Regions from separate parts of the Mus musculus genome. Here regions 1, 2 and 4 are each linked to region 3. The links are chromatin contacts, called in public Micro-C and promoter capture Hi-C maps. All regions are on one chromosome and are shown on one strand. Each heading gives the region's core, a stretch centred on a gene start, on an enhancer-like site or on the middle of the called end of the contact. The rest is flanking DNA. Distances are from core to core; before and after follow the strand shown. Region 1 holds the start of Adra2c (adrenergic receptor, alpha 2c). Region 2 holds the start of Hmx1 (H6 homeobox 1). Region 3 holds the start of Crmp1 (collapsin response mediator protein 1). Region 4 holds the start of Tmem128 (transmembrane protein 128).

Region 1 (4,162 bases), core at 1,578-4,077, 2.0 Mb before region 3:
ATAAAAAGGGCATCCTCTTAGACTTGAGACAAGAAATCCAGCTCTATTTCCCTGACCCTGTCACCAGCTAGAGCTAAGTAAAATGGAAGAGCTCTGTGAGCCTGGCTCTCCTCAGCAGCTCCAGGCACCAGCCAAAGGCAAAGCTGGGCAGGCCAGATGCGACACTCCCTCAGGGAGAGGGAGAATGGAAGAGCCAGCACGGATATTAGAGACAGTGGTGCAATGTGTTCATTTCACAGACAGGAAAACTGAGGCCTGAGAATGAGGAGGGTCACTCAGCTGCCAAGAAGCAAGGAAGGACATGATCAGGAGCTTAAATTCACACTTGATGGCTCTGCTCACTTCTGAATCAAGATGTGAGTGGTTGCACAAACAACATATGTGTGTGGACATTTATGCTTATATGTGCATATATGCTTGCCTTGTGTGTGACTATGTGCAAACTCATGTGGGTGTACATGCACATATGTGTATACATGCATGCCTTTGACTGGAATCTTCCAGGTGCAGATACACATACGCATGTGTTTGGGTATATACACAGCTACACTGGAAAGTATCTGAAGGGATGAATGTACATACGTGGCATGCACATGCAAGTGGTGTGTAAGTGGTATATAATCATACATATATGTATGAACAGGTGCACATGTATACACACATGTGAATGTAAGTGCATCTTCATGAACATCCGTGTGTTCAGGCAATGGGTCTGTGTGTGCACACTTGAATAAGCATATCCATGTGCATGAGCCCATGAGGGAGTGAGGTGCATGTGTTCACGCATACCTGTGAGTACACCAGGGTGATTCAAGGAGCCCAGCTCCCGTCAGCCCATGTCACGGCTGCTTTGCAGCATGCGCACTGCTCCCAGGATTCACACAGACATGCAACCAGATCCTGTGGTAGAGGCCTGGCAGGGAATTGAGAGCCTAGGACCCAACATCCAGGCACTATGCAACCCTGGCTGGACCAACCCCGCACTTCTAGGCACCAGTATACCCACCACTCTGAATACCCAGGCTGCTTCACTTCACATGGATTTCCTTCTGAAATATACCAGGACCTTCCCAGAATGCCCTCACATAGTAGGTACAAACACCCAGTGTGGCCTGCCACCAACTACTCTTGAACACACAGTCTGTAGGGGCACACATTGTTTCCTGCCACAGAACAACCAGAAGCAGACTGTTGGGGCTAATTGGCTATCTCTGGGCAAAGAGGCTAGTTCAGCCTCTTCGTAAGTTCCTGCCACCCCAGGGGGTCTCACCAGCTGCCCTCAAATGAGCAGACTCTTTAACTCTCACTTCTGGCTGCTGACTCCAGAGTGGCTTCCTCTCAGTTATGCCGGGAGGTATGGTCAGCATCCCTACAGCATGTAGCCATCATCCCCAAGAGCCTAGGTCACTCAGTAGCGAGCCCTGCAGATGCCCTTGCAGGCTTCCCTTGCAGGGCTCCCAGGGCATCCCTTTGCCTAGGCAGGCATCACTTGGAAACGTGAGGCTGTGTGCAGTCAGGGCTTGGGCTAGACTACCTGTTGTCCCCTCAGCTTCTCATATGACAGCATCTCTGACTCAGGCAGGTCCACAATGCTGCCTGCAAGGGGAGAAGCCATCTCTCCAACAGTACCCGACCAGTGCCCACTTGCCCTTCCCCTCATCGTCCTCAGGCTCCCACATCCTCAGAACTAAACCAGCCTCTTCGGGGGGCACTCTCACCAAAGAAGCATCCCATCTGAAGGAGTACCCACATTCCTAAAGAGCACTCTGTCTTAGGGACCATCCACACACTGGGGACTACCTCAGTCCCTAGGGAGCATGGTCCACAAAGCTTTTTCCTAATAACTCCTCCATATCCAAAGGTGATACATGCTGTCACCTCCTCCTTTGCTTCTAGGCTGGGTTGGGGGTAGGGATGGGGGGTGGGGAAGTTCCAGGGCTTTGATGGCACTCAGTGTGGGGGTGAATATCCAGACACAAACACCATAAGGCCAGACCTCCTCTTCCTCCAATATACTGATGTTGGAGTCATCTGGGGGCTTCTATACAAACCAACTGAAGTTGTTTTGATCAGTGGCCCTTGTTGGGGCCTCTGGGTAAGAAGGACTTGTTAAAAAACCTTGGCGGTTCTTCCTCATAGTTCACATTCTCAGGTGACAGCACATGGCACTTTGCAAGCCCTGAGTTAGAAAGTGCCCAGGACAGGCATCAAGAAGTGTGTCCTGCACGGGCACAGTACTCAAGACAGGCCCATGGTCTGAAATGTTTGTCGTCTGCCTAATCCTAGTTGGACACCCCTGCCCTGAGGGTAGGTCCTGTGGGTCCTCTAGGGCTGCAGTGCCCACAAGGAGGTTGCACTATCCTCAAGGACTGCAGGGAGAAGCAGCCACCAGAGCAGGGACAAGTCCAGATGCCACAGGTCATGGCTCCAAGGTCCTCAGAATGACTTTCTGATGAGGCCTTCTGCCAGTGGATTGCCAACTCCCCTCCCTTTCCGGTCTATCTGACCTGTGTAATGAGGTCCTGGCCAGCCTTGGTGGAGAGAATGGTACTCCTTTAGTTCTAGCAGGGAAACGCTAGGTCTGGAAAGTCCAATTTATTCTCTTGGCCACATCCTCCCTGCAGACCTGGGGCTGCCTGGAGGCAGAGACCAGTGCCTCAACTCAACTCAGGCCACACGTGACAGAACCTCTGTGAAACTGACACGAGATCTCCCCAACATTTGATTTGCTCGCCCTCTCTTAAACCTACTCCCACAAAATCACGCTGCATGGGGCAGGTCAGTTTTGAGTTTGTCAAAAGCGCAGGTCTGGAGCGTCCCCTCCAGCTGTGAAAAGCGGGATCACACAGCATTAAGATTCAACTTCAACAATTGCCAACATGGGTATAGAGCTTGGGAGCTTGATCTGGGCCTCGACTGACACCGTGGTTATGATTCACGATCCCGCAGCGCTGAGAGGTACTCAGAGGAGGGAACTGAGGCTGACTGAGGAGGTGGCTCTGCAGGGGAGCAGGGACCCTAAGCTCCAAAGGAATGATGCGCACCAGCAGTGTCTCTGCCATGCTGCTACAAGCGCACTCTCCAATCAGGCCGCGGACCCCGAGCCAGCCCCTTACGAGCCGGTGTGCGCGCCCGCGCGCGCTCCGTCGCCTGTAACCGAGTGAGGTGGAGACTACGATCTTAGAAAGAGCAGGCTTCTAGAACTCACCGCTCAGGCCAGCCCGCGCTCAGCCGGGCCCCGCAGGCTGCAGTTGGCCCTGGAGGGGGCGCCCTCGCCGAGTGCGCGCCCTGCGCCGCCGCCTAGGGCTCCTCCCCGGCGCCGCCGGCAGGTTCGCCCAGGCGGCCGCGGGCTCCGGCTCCCGGCCCGCTCCCCCCGGGCCCGCGGCTCGGGCCTGCGGGGCGCCCCGCCCCGCCCCGCTGCGCCCTCCCCGCTGCGCTACTGGACTCAAGTTGGAAGCCGAGCCCGGGCGACAGCACTTGCGCCAAGCGCTCCGCGGCGGCGGAGACGCTGCACCGGCGAGCGGGGAGGGCGAGGCGGCGCCCGCACGGCCGAACGCGGACCTTGGGGGGCGCCCGCACTCGGGAGCAGCAGGAGGACCGCGGGTGTCGGCGCCCAGCCCCGCAAAGTAAAGTTGCAGGGACCCGGAAGAACGGCAACCTGCGCCCCGGCTCGCTTAGCCCCAGCCAGCCCGTTGGGAAGCAGAGTGTCCGGGCCGCCGCCTGCAGCCTGCAGCCCAGTCGGGCACCCGGACCGTGGAGCCGCTTGCGTGCACCAGCTTGGACACCGCATCTCCGTGGGCTGGCGGCCGGGACGCTCCCACTGAACCCAGGCCGAGGGCGGGGCCGCTCGAGGACCCGGGACCTACCCCCATTCCCCCCCACCGCCGCGTCGCCGCGCTCTCTGGGCACCTCCAGCTCTGCACTTACGCGCGCGGCAGCTGCGGGGAGCCCGGCAGCCACGCTCTCCGGCGCGCCGCCCGCCCGCCGGGCCACCACGGCCGAGAGCCGGCTGCGGGGCTTCGTGGCCCCCAGCCGGCGCGCCGGAGGAGCAGGCGGCGATGCGGACGCCGACCCTGGCTGTGGGGCGCCCGAGCTGCCGAGGCTGCGCCCGGGCTCCTGGCAGGACCGCGTAGCTCTCGGGAGGACCATGGCGTCCCCAGCG
Region 2 (4,497 bases), core at 1,086-3,585, 1.9 Mb before region 3:
AGCAGTACCTCTCTGCTCTCCTCCGTGTAGGCTGAGCTTGGGGCCCCCAGGACCTGGGTGAGCACCCACAGGGCTAACTTGGGAGTTCCTGACACATACACACCCTGCTCCTGAGTGGTACCACCACTTGTAGTCCGTAGGATCCAGAGGCCAAGTAGTGTGGCTGTCACCCTCTTTCTAGTGCTCCCAAGCCAGTACCAGGAGATGTGGATGCCCTTTCCCCATTTCTGACCACCATCCCTTGCTGGTCTAGTACTGAGGCGCCACTCTGATGCACGGCTCCAGAGGGAGTGCTGGGTAAGACCAGGCAGGTCTCTCTCTGCCCAATGGAGTATGGGAGCAGCACTTATCCACGGTGTAAGGTGTAACCGGTGTAACCACAAGGGGCCAGGACCAAGGGCCAGGGCCCTAGGGCAGAGGGAATTACAACCCTGGTGCCTAAGAAGCCCAGCCTGGCTCCCCCATCCAGAGAGCAGAGAAATAAAATGGAAGCCACAGCACCCACCCAACAGGCTCCATTTTACAAGCAGGAAGGTACTGTTCACAAGGGGAGCCTGGAACTTGCAGAAGTTGGACGGTTCTCTCCATCACCATTTTTAGTAGGGCTCCTTTCTGGTCTGTTTCTTCATCACTTCAAAAAACAACCCCGAGCCCTGCAGTGATGCCTCATGCCTTTAATCCCAGCACTCAGGAGGCAGGGGCAAAAGGATCTCTGGGCTAACATAGATACCCTAACTCGGAAAAACGAAAAACCATATCAAAACAAAAACAAACCACCACCAACAACAAAACCAACCTGAATTGGCCGGCCCAGGGGTTGTGCCTGATTCCTACAAACAAATATCATTGCTAATTTCTCCCTCCCCGCCCCCACCTCTACCCAGGTCCCTGAGTATGTCTGAGCTGGGACACCCAGGAAGTAACAGCACTTGGGACACTCTGAGTCAAAGTTGGAGACACCCAACTTTGACTCAGAGCCCTCACCTATGAAATGTGGCTGCTTGCCAGCGATTCCTCTTGCCTTGCCCAATATGGCTCCAAAATCAAGTCCTATCGTGCACAAAACCCACTTCCCATCCAGGTTTCTAGCCAGGGTGCAGACCCCAAAGGTTCCTTAGCCTGGCGGCTCATCCATCCTTCTATATCCTCAAGAGCCACTTATAGTGGGAGGGAGGGGAAGCGCTCTCTTTTCACATTAGTTTTTCCCTTTGAAGTATAGGGTGACTCTATTTCCCTCTATTTCTCTTGTTGGGGAGATTAAACAAAGTGGGCTCCGGGCCTGCAGTTGCCTTCTCCTGGACAGTGGGACACACTTCTTTACGCACTGTCTGTGACCCGCACTGAGCAGCTAGATGGGCCTTCCGTGATAACCCGCATCCAGTGAAGCGTTCCGCTCAGTGACTAGGCTGTCCCCCTATTCCTGTTGGAAGTGGATCACAGCTCCGTTGGTCTCAGCGAAGTCTGGGTTACCCTCTGCGGCCTTGCTCCTGAAGCGGGGGAAGAAAATTCACTTTGTGCAGGGCAAGAGAGGCAGAAAGAGGAATTGTTCCTCAAGACCTGCAGTCCCGCACAGTGGCTAGGCACGAAGCTCTTACCAGCCTGAAAGAGAGTGAGAAGGCCGGGCAATGGAGGTGCCAGAGCAAATGTAATCTGTTCCTACCCAGCGTGACACCATGGGGCACCTTCGGGCTTGACTCTCTTTACACACCGAAACTGAGCCCGGGATATGAGAGCATTCCATCGCAGCGCGATGGCACCAAGAGCATATTTCGTTACGCGTAAGAGTTAAAACATGCTGCGTCTCTGCAAACTTGTTTTGGCAGAATCCCCGTTTTAAATTACACGCGAGGTCTTAAAAAAAAAGAAAAAGACTGCGGCCCAGTCGGCAATAGTCCTTACCCGCGCGCAAATACACAGTCACAGGGACTCACGCACAAACCGAGCGTTCTGCGGGTTCCGACACGCTCCCGGAGGGTGAGCAAGGCTCTCCTCGGATGCGATTGGCCAGTCTGGGCTTCACAGCGACCCTGTAGCCAATGGTCGACCTCCCAGCCGAGGCCCCGCCTTCTCCCACTCCCTGGCGCGGGTACCGGGGTGGGGGGCGCCGGAACGCATCTCGCGGGGTCGTACCCCCAGGACCACCGGGTCTCCTGCCCTGGGCCCTGCCACCACCTGCGCGCAGAGTCCGGCCGGGCAGCATCTCCGGCAATGGCTTCTCTCCGGGCTGCAGCGGGTCGTTGGGGCTGAGCCTACGAAACTCGCGCCGCCCCGCCCCCGGCACCGCCCCCTCCCCCTCCCGTGAGGCCAGCCGGGGCGGCGACCTGAACCGCTCGGAGAAACGCGAGGGAGGCTGCTGCGGGAACGGCCGTCCGCGCGCACCCGCTCCCGCCCAGCCCAGCCCGGCACAGAAGCCGACGCCCGCCTCGTGGAGCCCGACGCCCTCACTCCGGGCAGCGGCTCTCCAGGGCCAGGCCGCGCGTGCGCCAGGCGGCCGTTCGCCACTATCCAAACGGGGCCGGGAAGAGCAGCTGCGCCCCAGGCAACCAGGGACCCCCAGGATCCCAGCCTTGCCCGACGGGCCCGCGGCCGCGATGCCGGATGAGCTGACCGAGCCCGGGCGCGCCACACCAGCTCGCGCCTCCTCCTTCCTCATCGAGAACCTGCTAGCAGCCGAGGCCAAGGGCGCGGGGCGCTCAACCCAGGGCGATGGCGTCCGCGAGGAAGAGGAAGAGGACGACGACGACCCCGAGGACGAGGATCCGGAGCAGGCGCGACGACGACTACAGCGGCGGCGACAGCAGCGCGCGGGCAGCGGGCCGGGCGGGGAGGCGAGGGCCCGGGCACTGGGCCTAGGGCCCCGGCCGCCTCCTGGGCCCGGCCCGCCCTTCGCGCTCGGCTGCGGAGGTACAACGCGGTGGTACCCACGGGTGCACGGCGGCTACGGAGGTGGTCTAAGTCCTGACAGTGAGTGAGGTTGCGGGGAAGGGGTGGGCAATGGTCAGGGCTCTGCTCCCTCCCTATGCATTCTTTTGGTGACTTCGGGCTTAGTGAGCTCCTAGTCTTCCTGTGTACTGGGGCCTGGGTGGTATGAGATCCCCTTGGATGGGCAATTGTTGGAGACTGGGGATGGCACTGCATGTAGGAAGCTGCTAAGGCTAGGATCAGGCCCAAGAACACAAAATTCGGAGAGGAGAGTGAAATAGGCCTCGGAAAGATGAGAAGGGGAAAGAGTGTGTTTGGAGAAACATCGAAGGTGAAAGGGAAGTGAAGGAAGAGGAAAGGTGGCAGAGGAGGGGAGGCCGCGGGGGTCAAGCACTAAAATAAAAGGGGCAGAGCTGAGAGACCACAGCTATGGAGGCTGGATGGGAGGCCTTCTTCTATAGCAATTGCAACCCCAAAGTATCCTTTGCCCTCCCTGCTGCGCAGTAAGACCATGGGCTGGGCCTGAGCCTGCGTTGGGTCTTCTCAGGCCCAAAGGCTGAGGCTGGTAGGAGCCCACTCTGAAGGGTCCATCCCACCCCTCTCTTCTTTTCTTGCCCCTCCCCCTCTTTGGCCTTTGTTTCCTGCAGAGGGCTCAGAGAATGGGGGTGGGGGCTTCTCAGTCCCAGAACCCACTTACCCCTCTGGCCTGGACATCCTGACTCTGACTGCCTGTCTCCAGAGGGTCCAGACCTCAACCTCTCTTAGGACCTGCTCATTAGAGAGCAACCCTTGAGACTAGAAGGGTATTTCAACCTTCCTCACCCCAGCCCCTTGAGCCAGCCGGGTCCCTAAACACACAGACTTATATATAACTAAAGGGTGCCCACCCAGGCTCTGTGTATAAGCTTTGGGGTAGGAGGTGGCCTGGGGCCCGTTCTTTTCTATTAGGTACTCACCCCACTCCTGGTATGGAGTAGGACAAGTCTCCCAGCCCAGGTTTGGAATGCCTGCCTTCTTTACATAAGCTTAAACAGGGGTCAGTAGTATCCAGTGAGGAGGCTCTTGCAGGGCGCATTTTATTCTCCCTTTTAGTTGGGCCATCCTCACCTGTAGTCCAATAGTCACCACCACCCCCACCCCCACCCCACCCCGGCCTTTTGCCTTATTTCGTGCCATGCGGGTTAGAGTTCTCTGTTCCTGTTGAGTCAAGCGAGCAGGTGAGTCAGATTAGCACTTTATGGCAACACATGGACAGACCTCCGAGTGTAGGGGCTTTGGGTGTCTTTGTAGGACCTCCCCTATGGTCTGGCTGCATACACACCATCCTGCTAGGCGACATTGCATGGGCACTGAGGGGGATGCTTTCAAGGAAACCAGGCGGAGTTTAGCTGTAAGCACAAGTCCACTGTACTGAGGCATAACCTGGGCCAAAACCCACCTTGACCTCTGATCCATCGGTCAGGCAGAAGGACAGACCAGCCTGAATTGGTTTCATGGACCCAGATGTCTAGAGGAGAAGTGGGAGCCCACGGGAACTTATTTAACCTGGTGACATCCCTTGTACGCCCTGAATCT
Region 3 (4,548 bases), core at 2,014-4,513:
TAGTACTTTCAAGCTTTTGTAGGCGAGGGTATGGGTTGGTGGTGGTGGTGTACAAAGCATTCTTTTTGGTAGAGTGCCCCAGGCAGGTGGTAAACACTTGGTAAGTGGAAACTGTGATTTTTCTTGCTTCTGCCTAAACATAGTGCTTCCTCATTTTGCACCCTCTGGCTTCACAAACTGGCTGGCTCTTTCTCATGAGGGAATGGGCTTTTTTTCTTTAAAAATTCTTCTTTCTTTCTTTCTTTCTTTCTTTCTTTCTTTCTTTCTTTCTTTCTTTCTTTCTTTCTCTCTCTCTCTCTTTCTGTCTCCCTTCCTTCTTTCCTCCCTCCCTCCCTCCTTTCCCTCCCTCCCTCCCTCCCTCCCTCCCTCCCTCCTTTCCCTCCCTCCCTCCCTCCCTCCCTCCCTCCCTCCCTCCCTCCCTCCCTCCCTCCCTCCCTTCCTTCCTTCCTTCCTTCCTTCCTTCCTTCCTTCCTTCCTTTGTATGTGTGTGAGTTTTTGTGAGTTTCTGTGCATCACAAGCACTTGAGAGACTATGGAGGCCAAAAGGTGTCATGTCCTTTGGAACCGGAGTCATTCGTAAGTTTCTGTGTTGGTGCTGGGAGCTGAGCCCTGGCTCCTCTGCAAGAGCAGTAAGATTTCTTAACGGCCAATTCCTCTCTCCAGGCCTTTCATTTCTTCCTTTTAAAAGATTTATTTCATTGTTATTTATGTATTCACCTGTGTGATGGTATGCTGTGTGTGTGTGTGTGTGTGTGTGTGTGTGTGTGAGTGTGAGAACGTATGCATGGGAGCATATGTACACAGATACCTGGAGAGGCCAGAAGAGGGTGGTGTAAGATCTCCTGGGTCTGGAGTTACACATTGTTGTGAACCATGGTACATGGGTGTTAACAACTGAATTCAGGTCCTCTGCAAGGCAGCAGGTGCTTTTAATTACTAAGTCATCTCTCTGGGCCTGGGATTTTTAAAAAAGCAATAAGGCTTCTATCACTATTGGCAGGTCTAGAGAGAGACTGTGTCCCCAAATTGTTGACTGTAGCATGGAGTAGAAAGCTTGAGCTTTGAAAGTCCTGTCTAACTCAGATATATGGAGTCTCTGTTATCTTTGTTGTTGTTGATACAGGGTCTCACTGTGTAACTCTGATTGGCCTGAAGCTCATTATGCAGACCAGGATGGCCTCAAACTCACAGACATATGCTTGTCTCCTGAGTGCTAGGAATAAAGGTGTACATGACTACACCCAGCTACCTATGCTATATGGATATAATCACCATTAATCCTTGTGAGGCTCTGGAATAAACCCACTGTGGACCTCAGCATCAGCTTTTCTAGCACAGGACATGTTGTGGATTGTATTTCAGAGTTTTCAATTAAAGATTGAGGACGGTTGCAGTGTAGTTCTTCTTATTTCAAGAGGAATGCCTGGGTGAACTGAATCTTCATGGGATGTAGGAACAAGCGGATAGAAGAGCCAGGGTATGGGTGAGGTGGGTGGAAGACCATGCACTTAATTAGAATAGACACTGAGGACAAGGACTTTGTACTTTCCTGTGTGCTCAGCATTAGCCCCTGTGTGCAAGTATAGATAAAGGGGGGAGGGAAGGAACTTTCCAACTGACCACTGACACTGGATAATCATGAGGTCTCAGGTAGACAGGAGCAGCCACATGAAATGGAATGGAGAGGTAGCTGTTTGCTTCTCCTGCTTCCTCAACCCAACAGCAGAAGCGTCCTGCTTGCAGCGCAGACTGGCTAAATCACAGAGGGAGCGTGAGGTGTCAGCTGATGTCGCAGATCCTCCTATGTGGCAGAGTCCTCTGGTTAAGGTCTCAACAGTCACGTTTACTGTCTGTCTGGAGTTCTCCAAGGTTGGCTACAGACTTCTCTGACCTTTGGTGGGGTGCTGAAAGGACAGCTCCTAGCCCGGGGAAGCTAACTGAAGGGACAGATGCTGAATCGGCTTCCTACTGTTCCCCAGCAATCCTGATTGCCAGTTTGGACTTGTCTGCCTAGGGGGCTGGCAGCTTGTGAGCCTTCCATCCAGAGAGCACAGCTGAGATTCCTGGGTCCCCAGGGAATCTCATAACCCCTATGCTAGAAAGTCATAAATAAATGAGGGGATCCCAAGTCTCCATACTTCTTCCTGGTTAAAGAAGCCCCTCAAGTCTAGACATTAAGCTCCAGGCATAGTTGGAGTGGGCTGTATTCAGGATGTGGGAGCTGCCCATAGATGGAGGCTATCGTCTGGGTCATTGCCTACTGCCTGTGTGTCTATCCCTGCATATTTGTTTCCTAAGTGTTCTGTTCAAGAGTTCTTCCTTCCCTCGTGTCTGGTAGGGATGTGCACGAATTCCCTATCAGCAGTCTACAGGCCTGTGTGTGAAGGAGCCTTTGTGAGGTTGCTTTTGGTAGTGGTGTGGAAATTCTTTACCCTGAGATGTTGTTGGGCTGTGTATCCAGCACGAGTGTGAGTCATTGGTTCAGTGACAAGTGTCTGGGAGTGTAATGCTAACATGACCTCCTTGCTATGGGATAGGAACCTCTGTTCCTGAGTGCTGCAGGCTGCATTCTCTATCATACCTTTTAGAAGCTGGCCCTTGACACCAGGGATTTCATTCTACTCTTAGTCCTGTGCCCAGCACCTACACTAGTGCCAGATCCTATCAGGCAATCAGTGTAGTAGTGTCGAGTGAGCCAATGGGGAGTTGGATGTGTATGCCTCTGACTGTGCATCTAAGATCATTTAATTTTTGTATGATTTTTGGTGGTGCGTGGGGTTGCCTGACAGGGAATCTCTGGTGTGCGCGCGCGAGCGTGTGTGAGCGTGTGCGTGTGTATCTATGGTGTGCTAGCTGTCTGGAGGGAGCGCGGAGGTACCTGATTTGGGTGTATGTACCATGTACAGACATGCTGATGTCTGTGCAACTCTTGTTTGTGAGGTGAAGCTTAACCGTGTGTACGTGCGTGTGTGTATGTGTGTTGTGCACCCGCGCACCGCCCCCACCCCGTCTCTGCCCGCGCCCTGCGCTCCTTCTAGAGGCGGAGAGCCGGGTGCGTGGAGGGCACTGCGGCTCGGCCGCCCGCCCTCCGCGCTGCGGCTACTGCACGTCACCATCCTCCCCGCCCCGGCCGCTGTCCCCGCCTCCACGGTCCTTTGTAGCTGGCAGTGGCGCTGGTCTTGGTCACCGTAGGCTCCGCCCCGCCCCGGCCACGCCCCTCGCGGGCCACGCCCCGGCCCTTCCTCCCTCCCTCTTTGCCCGACCGCAGTCGCGCTTGGGCCGCCGCGGGCCCGCACCGAGGCGCTCAGCGCGGAGCCAGCGGTGGCGAGAGCTGACCGCCGGAGACGGGGATGGCGGAGCGGCGGCGCGCGTGGAACACGGAGGACGACCTGCCGGTGTACCTGGCGCGGCCAGGCAGCGCGGCGCAGACCCCGCGCCAGAAGTACGGCGGCATGTTCGCCGCCGTGGAGGGCGCCTACGAGAACAAGACCATCGACTTCGACGCCTACAGCGTGGGCCGCCGCGGCTCCGCGCGCACACCACGCAGCGCTGGCCGGCCCGACGCCGTGGGCCTGCCGTGCCCCGGCGGCAGCGAAGACACGGCCAGTGATGTGAGCGAGCCCTCGGGCTCTGCTGTCAGTTCGCCAGGCGATCGCGATGACAGACCGCCAGCGTTGCGCATCCGATGTCCTGCGCCCCGCGACCTGCCACTCGGCCGGGACAATGGCCAGGTACCCTCGGGGCACGTGGGCCGGACGTGGGGGGCGGGGCCCTTGGAGACCCAGGGCTTGGGTGGCGCGAGGGCGAGTGTGGGGGCCCCGCTGCCACCAGGTTCTGGGGGACTGCTACGGCCCCTCCCCCACATCATCCTACAAGAGGTTCAGAGAGGTTGTAGGATAGGCCAGGGTTGGCCAGCATAGCCTCAGAAAGCCAAGCCAGGTTCTGAGAGGGGAAGTAAGTTGCTGCAGCTGCCGCTAAGGGACCTGTAAGGTGAATTTAAGCCTCGTTCACCTTCTGGGGTTCTGTGAAAAGGTGAGCATTCTCTGTCTTCTTCCATCTATCTATCCGCTCACCCAGTGATCGTGGACGCTTAGGCTGCACTTGGCTCTGGGAGAGGTTCACGGAATGACTCTGTTCATACAGCTGCTCCCGCCCCTCCCTGGGGGGACGATGTGGTTAAGGGTTCAGATGCTGGGCAGTAAGAAATCATCCAGGACACTCCTGGATGTGTAAATTGGAGGCGAACCCGGGATTTGAACCCAGGCGTATGGACTCCCCGACTTCCGAAAGTGAGGAGGGACCTCAGGAAAAGACATGACCAGGGCTTGGGCTTTAGAGATTTTCTTCCCTAAGTTGGAATTTACCAGGGAATACGGATGGTCAGACAGAAGAGTCCTGGACAGGGTGGGTGAGGTCAGAGCCACGTGTCTGGGAAACAGAAGTTGGAGCAGCTCTGGGAAGCTGTCCCTTGAGCTCTGGGCTGGGCTGGCTCGGCAGCCTGGCCCCACCCTCCAGAAGTTCCCTGGCTGGGGAGAGAGAGCTGTGGAC
Region 4 (4,578 bases), core at 397-2,896, 1.0 Mb after region 3:
CTATTTCTTCATCAGCCCCCACACCATATGGAAGAGCGCTCAGATTTTCCTGCCGGGATGTGATGCTGTATTCAGCCCACCTCTCTGCCTTCCTTACATCCCCTGGCAGAACACACCAGTTCTCTTCCATACTCCCCACATCCCACAGGCAGATTTCCATTATGGCACCAGACTGACATTATCTCCGCCATTACATCCCTACCTCGTCCTCAGCATTTACTCTAAGTAGCTAGTCAGAAAATGTTGCTCTGCTCGAATTAATGAAACACGCCTCGACATTTCAAGCAGCACTGTCTTCTCTTCTATATCTGAGGTCAGGTTTGAACCAGGAGCACTTCAAGAGCAGGGTCAGTTCTTACTCATCTTGTCTCCATTGTCCGGCCTCAGGCATGGCAGTTCATAGTGAATAGCAGGTGCAATACACGCTTGACTGGTTAAGCACAAACTTTCTCAGCTCATGACTCACTAGGGAAAGAGTAGGAGAATAAACAATAGGACTCTTGATAGAAGAATAAGTTGTGATCCAGTGAAATGCAGATTATGGGCACTGGGTGGTGGGAACAATTGGCTGGAAAAGAAGGCTGGTTCCCACAGTCCAGAGAGGGCTATTTTTCACAAGCCGAGAGAAGAGGGCTCACAGGATCCCTAAACCATTGGTTTTCCCTCAAGCCCAACAAACCAGATATAGAGATGGATATAATGTCTATTAGGCAGAAAAGCAAATAGTCTTGGGTTCCTTCCTTGCCCAAAGCCATGCAACCTGTAAGTATTACCAGAGACAAAATGAACAGAATACCAAAGTAGTGATCACAGAAAAATAAAACAAATCAAAACAAACAACAACAACAACAACAACAAACAAACAAAAACCTTATTTACAGCAAATTGGAACAAGGGGGAATTGCTTCCAAAATGAATTCCCAGAAACTGGGGAAAGCTGCAGTTTATAAGAGGAATGCAGACTCTGGAGGCAAAAGGTGTCATCACATCTGGGAGGGAGTTTCCTGCAGAGTTAGTCAGATTGCATGCTCTTTCACTCATCCAAGCTATGAAAGTGAAAAATTGAGGACCTTGAGGCAGTATCATCTGCCTCAGAGTTATACTTCTGAACAACCTTAAAAGTGAGGAAAAACAAGCCGGGTATGGTGGCTCACGCCTTTAATCCCAGCACTCGGGAGGCAGAGGCAGGTGGATTTCTGAGTTCGAGGCCAGCCTGGTCTACAAAGTGAGTTCCAGGACAGCCAGGACTATACAGAGAAACCCTGTCTCGAAAAACCAAAAATAAATAAATAAATAAATAAATAAAAATGAGGAAGAACAGCTCATTATTGGGGCTCAGAATGCTGAATATGAACCCTGTCACTTTCCTGCTTTCTGGTAAACTGACAGGGATGTTGGGGGAGTGCAATTTCTTTTAATCTCAGAGGTCGTTTCCCCCTAATCTGGCGGTTCTTTGCTGTCCCTGGGACTGCCTACAACTCATCCCAGACTAGCGGTGGAACCCCTACAGAGCTGGAGTAACCGGGAGACTGGGGCTTGGAAGTTTAGCCTTGGATAGAAGGTTATTTTCTACGTTTAGGCGCTGGAAACTGGATGTTCTCAGGACCGCGCAGCCAGAGGCAACGCTAACCTTGGTCCTTTAGAGCTTCCATAGATAGTAATAATACAGGGACCCACTGCTCCTGAGACCAGAGATCCGTATTTTAAAGTTCAAGTGCTTCTTGGTGATTTAGTGCGGTTTCTTCGCCCACTAAAACCGCCAAGGTAATACAGTTTTATTCCGAGCGTCCGGAGATTCCGCCCTTGGACCTGGCGCCGGAAGTGCTGCGTGCGGTCACTTCCGTCGCACTGGCGGGCGCCAAGATGGACGCTCCGTGGGCTCGGGAGCAGCTACGGCGGCGTTACCTGTTTCCTTCCGAAGTAGAGCTGGACTGCGAGGACGAGGCCAAGCCGGGTGAGGCTCCCCAGACTCTGGGGCCCAGAGTGGGGCCGCGAGTCGGTGTCCAGGGTCCTGACAGGTCTTTCAACCATCCCATCCTCCCCTGAGCCGTATTTCCGCATTCCGTGGAGAGTCGACTTAATGCCGGCTTGGAAACCCCCTTTAAAACTAAAACCAAAACCGACCACTTCAGCTTTGCCCCAATGTAATACGGTACGGATGTATGTACTTAGCTGCCTGTCAGCAGAAAGCTAGCAAAAATCAGTTTGGATTAGATGTATCTCTGCCTGGACATCAGATAGACTTTTCTGTATCCCTGTGGGCCGTTTTCAGAAGGTATCTCAGAACAATATTTATGACATGTCACCATTTGGGTACGAACTACACTCCATTATGTGTTTTTGCCTGTAGATGCACAGAATAAAAAGCAATTTCATAGGAACGAATCATGCTAGCTTCCTATAGGCTAGAGAACGGTAAGGATGAGATACACTTTATTTTAGAGCTGTTTGACCTGGATATTGTAAGAACTTTATTTGTTAGCTTTTCAAAATAAACACTGGCAGTTTGTGTGCATTTTGAGAATATCTTCAAGAATTTGTGTTAGTAGTAACCTCTCTACAGACTGATAGTCTAGAGACCTCACTTGGAAACCAGTAGTCCTCATACAGAGATGGCATGTCGGAATCCCTTCATTTTGTTTGCAGGGAGAGCAGTGACTCGCCTGTCAACTGTGCAGTCTATGCTGTCTTCCGGGGCTACAGCTCTGGTGTGTTACTCCATGTTGGAGCTACCCCAAAAGCTGATGTCTGTTTAAAATATTTTGGTATAAATTTTATTGTATTTGGCGTTTTCCTTTTATTAGTGTATGCGCACTCATTAATTGGTACACGTGCTTTTGGAGGCCAGAGATTGCGCATCTTGCTCTTTTGGTCTCCACATTTTTTTTGAGACTAGATGTCCCTTGGCCCCTGGATCCACCTGTCTCTGTGGATGCTGGGGATGAACTCAGGTTCTCATGTTTGTGCAGCAACCATGTTACCTGCTGAACCCTCTCATTCCCCTGCTTTTGACATTTTACTTAGTTAACATAATTAATTACTTCCCTAGAGGAAATGTGAAATAAAGTGTGTGCTATACCATACTTCTGGATGGCATTGCTGTAGCTAGAAGATTATGAAATGCGATTCCAAGATTCATTTTTCAGCAATAACCAGTAATATTGAGCATATTTTCTAGTGAGTACCTATTAACTATTTCAGCAAATGTAAATCTACCATTTTTGTTATTTGTTTGGTAGGTTCTTGGCATAGAACTCAAGACTTCATGCATACTCAAGATATATTCTACCACTGGGTGACGCCTCTGCCCCTATATATACACGTATCCTGATGCTCTGACAGAAGGAGCTCCCACCTTAGTGGGAGGGATTCTGGTTACTGGAAAGTTCTAGGAGATGACTTCATCTGGTGTAAAAAACTGGGCGAGTTCATAACTCAAAATCTCCCCTATTTTATAGAAACACCCACAGCTGTTGAGAAAAAGGAGCGACCTCTTCCAAGACTTAACATTCATTCTGGATTCTGGATTTTGGCATCCATCGTTGTGACCTATTATGTTGACTTCTTTAAAACCTTTAAAGAAAATTTTCACACCAATAGGTAAGAAAATGTTGTTTCTCCAGGCATAGTGACACAATGATCTTAATTCCAGAACTTGGGAAACAGAGGCAGGTGGATCTCTTGAGTTTAAAGCTACACATTGAGTTCCAGGACAGCCTATATTAGTGAGATGAAAAAAAGAAAGAACAAAAAAAAAAAAAAAAAAAAACCCAAACAAAAAAAAACAAACCCAGTTGCTTCATGTTTTGCGTGTTATAGTTTGTCAGTTGAATTCACTAAACAGTTAAGAGATCGTGAGATGATTTATTTGGTAAAGTGCTTGCTATTATATTATAAGCATGTTGATCAGTGTTTGATCCCCAGAACCTACATTAGAAAACAGACAAATGAACAGAGAAAAAAAAAGGAAACAAGGCAGTTTGGTGCTTCTAATCCCAGCTCTGAGTAGGTGGGGGCGGGGTCCCCGGGCTTATTGACTGGTTAGTCTGCATGAGTCGGTGAGCTCCAGGTCTGTGAGAGACCCTGTCTTAAAAACAAGGTGGAGAGTGATCAAGAAAGACACCCAGCGCTGACCTCTAGCCTACACACCCACACCCACACCCACCCACACACACACACACACACACACACACGCAGGGTTGACCTCTGACCTACATGCCCCCCTATATGTACAATATACACTTATATACACATATACACTTATACCTATATACACATATACATATATACATGTGCATGCACACTATTGACCTCTATCAGACATGATGTTGAAGCAGCTACTGATGATACAGAAAACAGCAAGACACCCTTTAGTCAAAGGGTGCAGGTTTTCACACATAGCCTAGTAAGTTTTGGGGGAACAGTGTATGTGAGATCTTATCATCTTCCTATCTTATGTGGTCCTCTCGTGACCCCTCCCATTACCCTTCTATATACAGTGTTAGCTATTTGATGCGTTGAATGTGTCCGTAAGCTGATTCTAGTAGTCATTTTACTATGTTGCATACAGTAGATTAC

The links. Promoter capture Hi-C pulls out the DNA fragments that hold promoters and counts their contacts. Hi-C and Micro-C count contacts between places; a contact is called where the count stands out from the background.
Region 1: a Micro-C map of embryonic stem cells shows a contact between it and region 3, with 4 times the contacts expected there. The contact joins the promoter of Adra2c here to the promoter of Crmp1 in region 3. A contact is called at or near these places in 1 of 39 promoter capture datasets (cranial neural crest) and 2 of 484 Hi-C or Micro-C datasets (both in embryonic stem cells).
Region 2: a contact with region 3 is called in a Micro-C map of embryonic stem cells, with 4 times the contacts expected there. The contact joins the promoter of Hmx1 here to the promoter of Crmp1 in region 3. A contact is called at or near these places in 2 of 39 promoter capture datasets (both in embryonic stem cells), 4 of 484 Hi-C or Micro-C datasets (all in embryonic stem cells) and 2 of 115 datasets of contacts at active chromatin or transcription factors (both in embryonic stem cells).
Region 4: a promoter capture Hi-C map of embryonic stem cells shows a contact between it and region 3, with 4 times the contacts expected there. The contact joins the promoter of Tmem128 here to the promoter of Crmp1 in region 3.

The regions. Positions count from the first base shown.
Region 1 is chr5:35,275,739-35,279,900 of GRCm38.p6, forward strand. It overlaps Adra2c (adrenergic receptor, alpha 2c), which reads left to right and starts at 2,828. Exons shown (of 1, transcript NM_007418.3): 1 at 2,828-4,162. The coding sequence starts at 4,148.
Region 2 is chr5:35,386,526-35,391,022 of GRCm38.p6, forward strand. Hmx1 (H6 homeobox 1) reads left to right here and starts at 2,336. Exons shown (of 2, transcript NM_010445.4): 1 at 2,336-2,964. The coding sequence starts at 2,592. It overlaps E130018O15Rik (RIKEN cDNA E130018O15 gene), which reads right to left and starts at 1,951. Exons shown (of 2, transcript NR_152157.1): 1 at 1,900-1,951.
Region 3 is chr5:37,238,795-37,243,342 of GRCm38.p6, forward strand. It overlaps Crmp1 (collapsin response mediator protein 1), which reads left to right and starts at 3,264. Exons shown (of 14, transcript NM_001136058.2): 1 at 3,264-3,731. The coding sequence starts at 3,351.
Region 4 is chr5:38,258,539-38,263,116 of GRCm38.p6, forward strand. Tmem128 (transmembrane protein 128) reads left to right here and starts at 1,647. Exons shown (of 5, transcript NM_025480.4): 1 at 1,647-1,954; 2 at 3,459-3,600. The coding sequence starts at 1,864.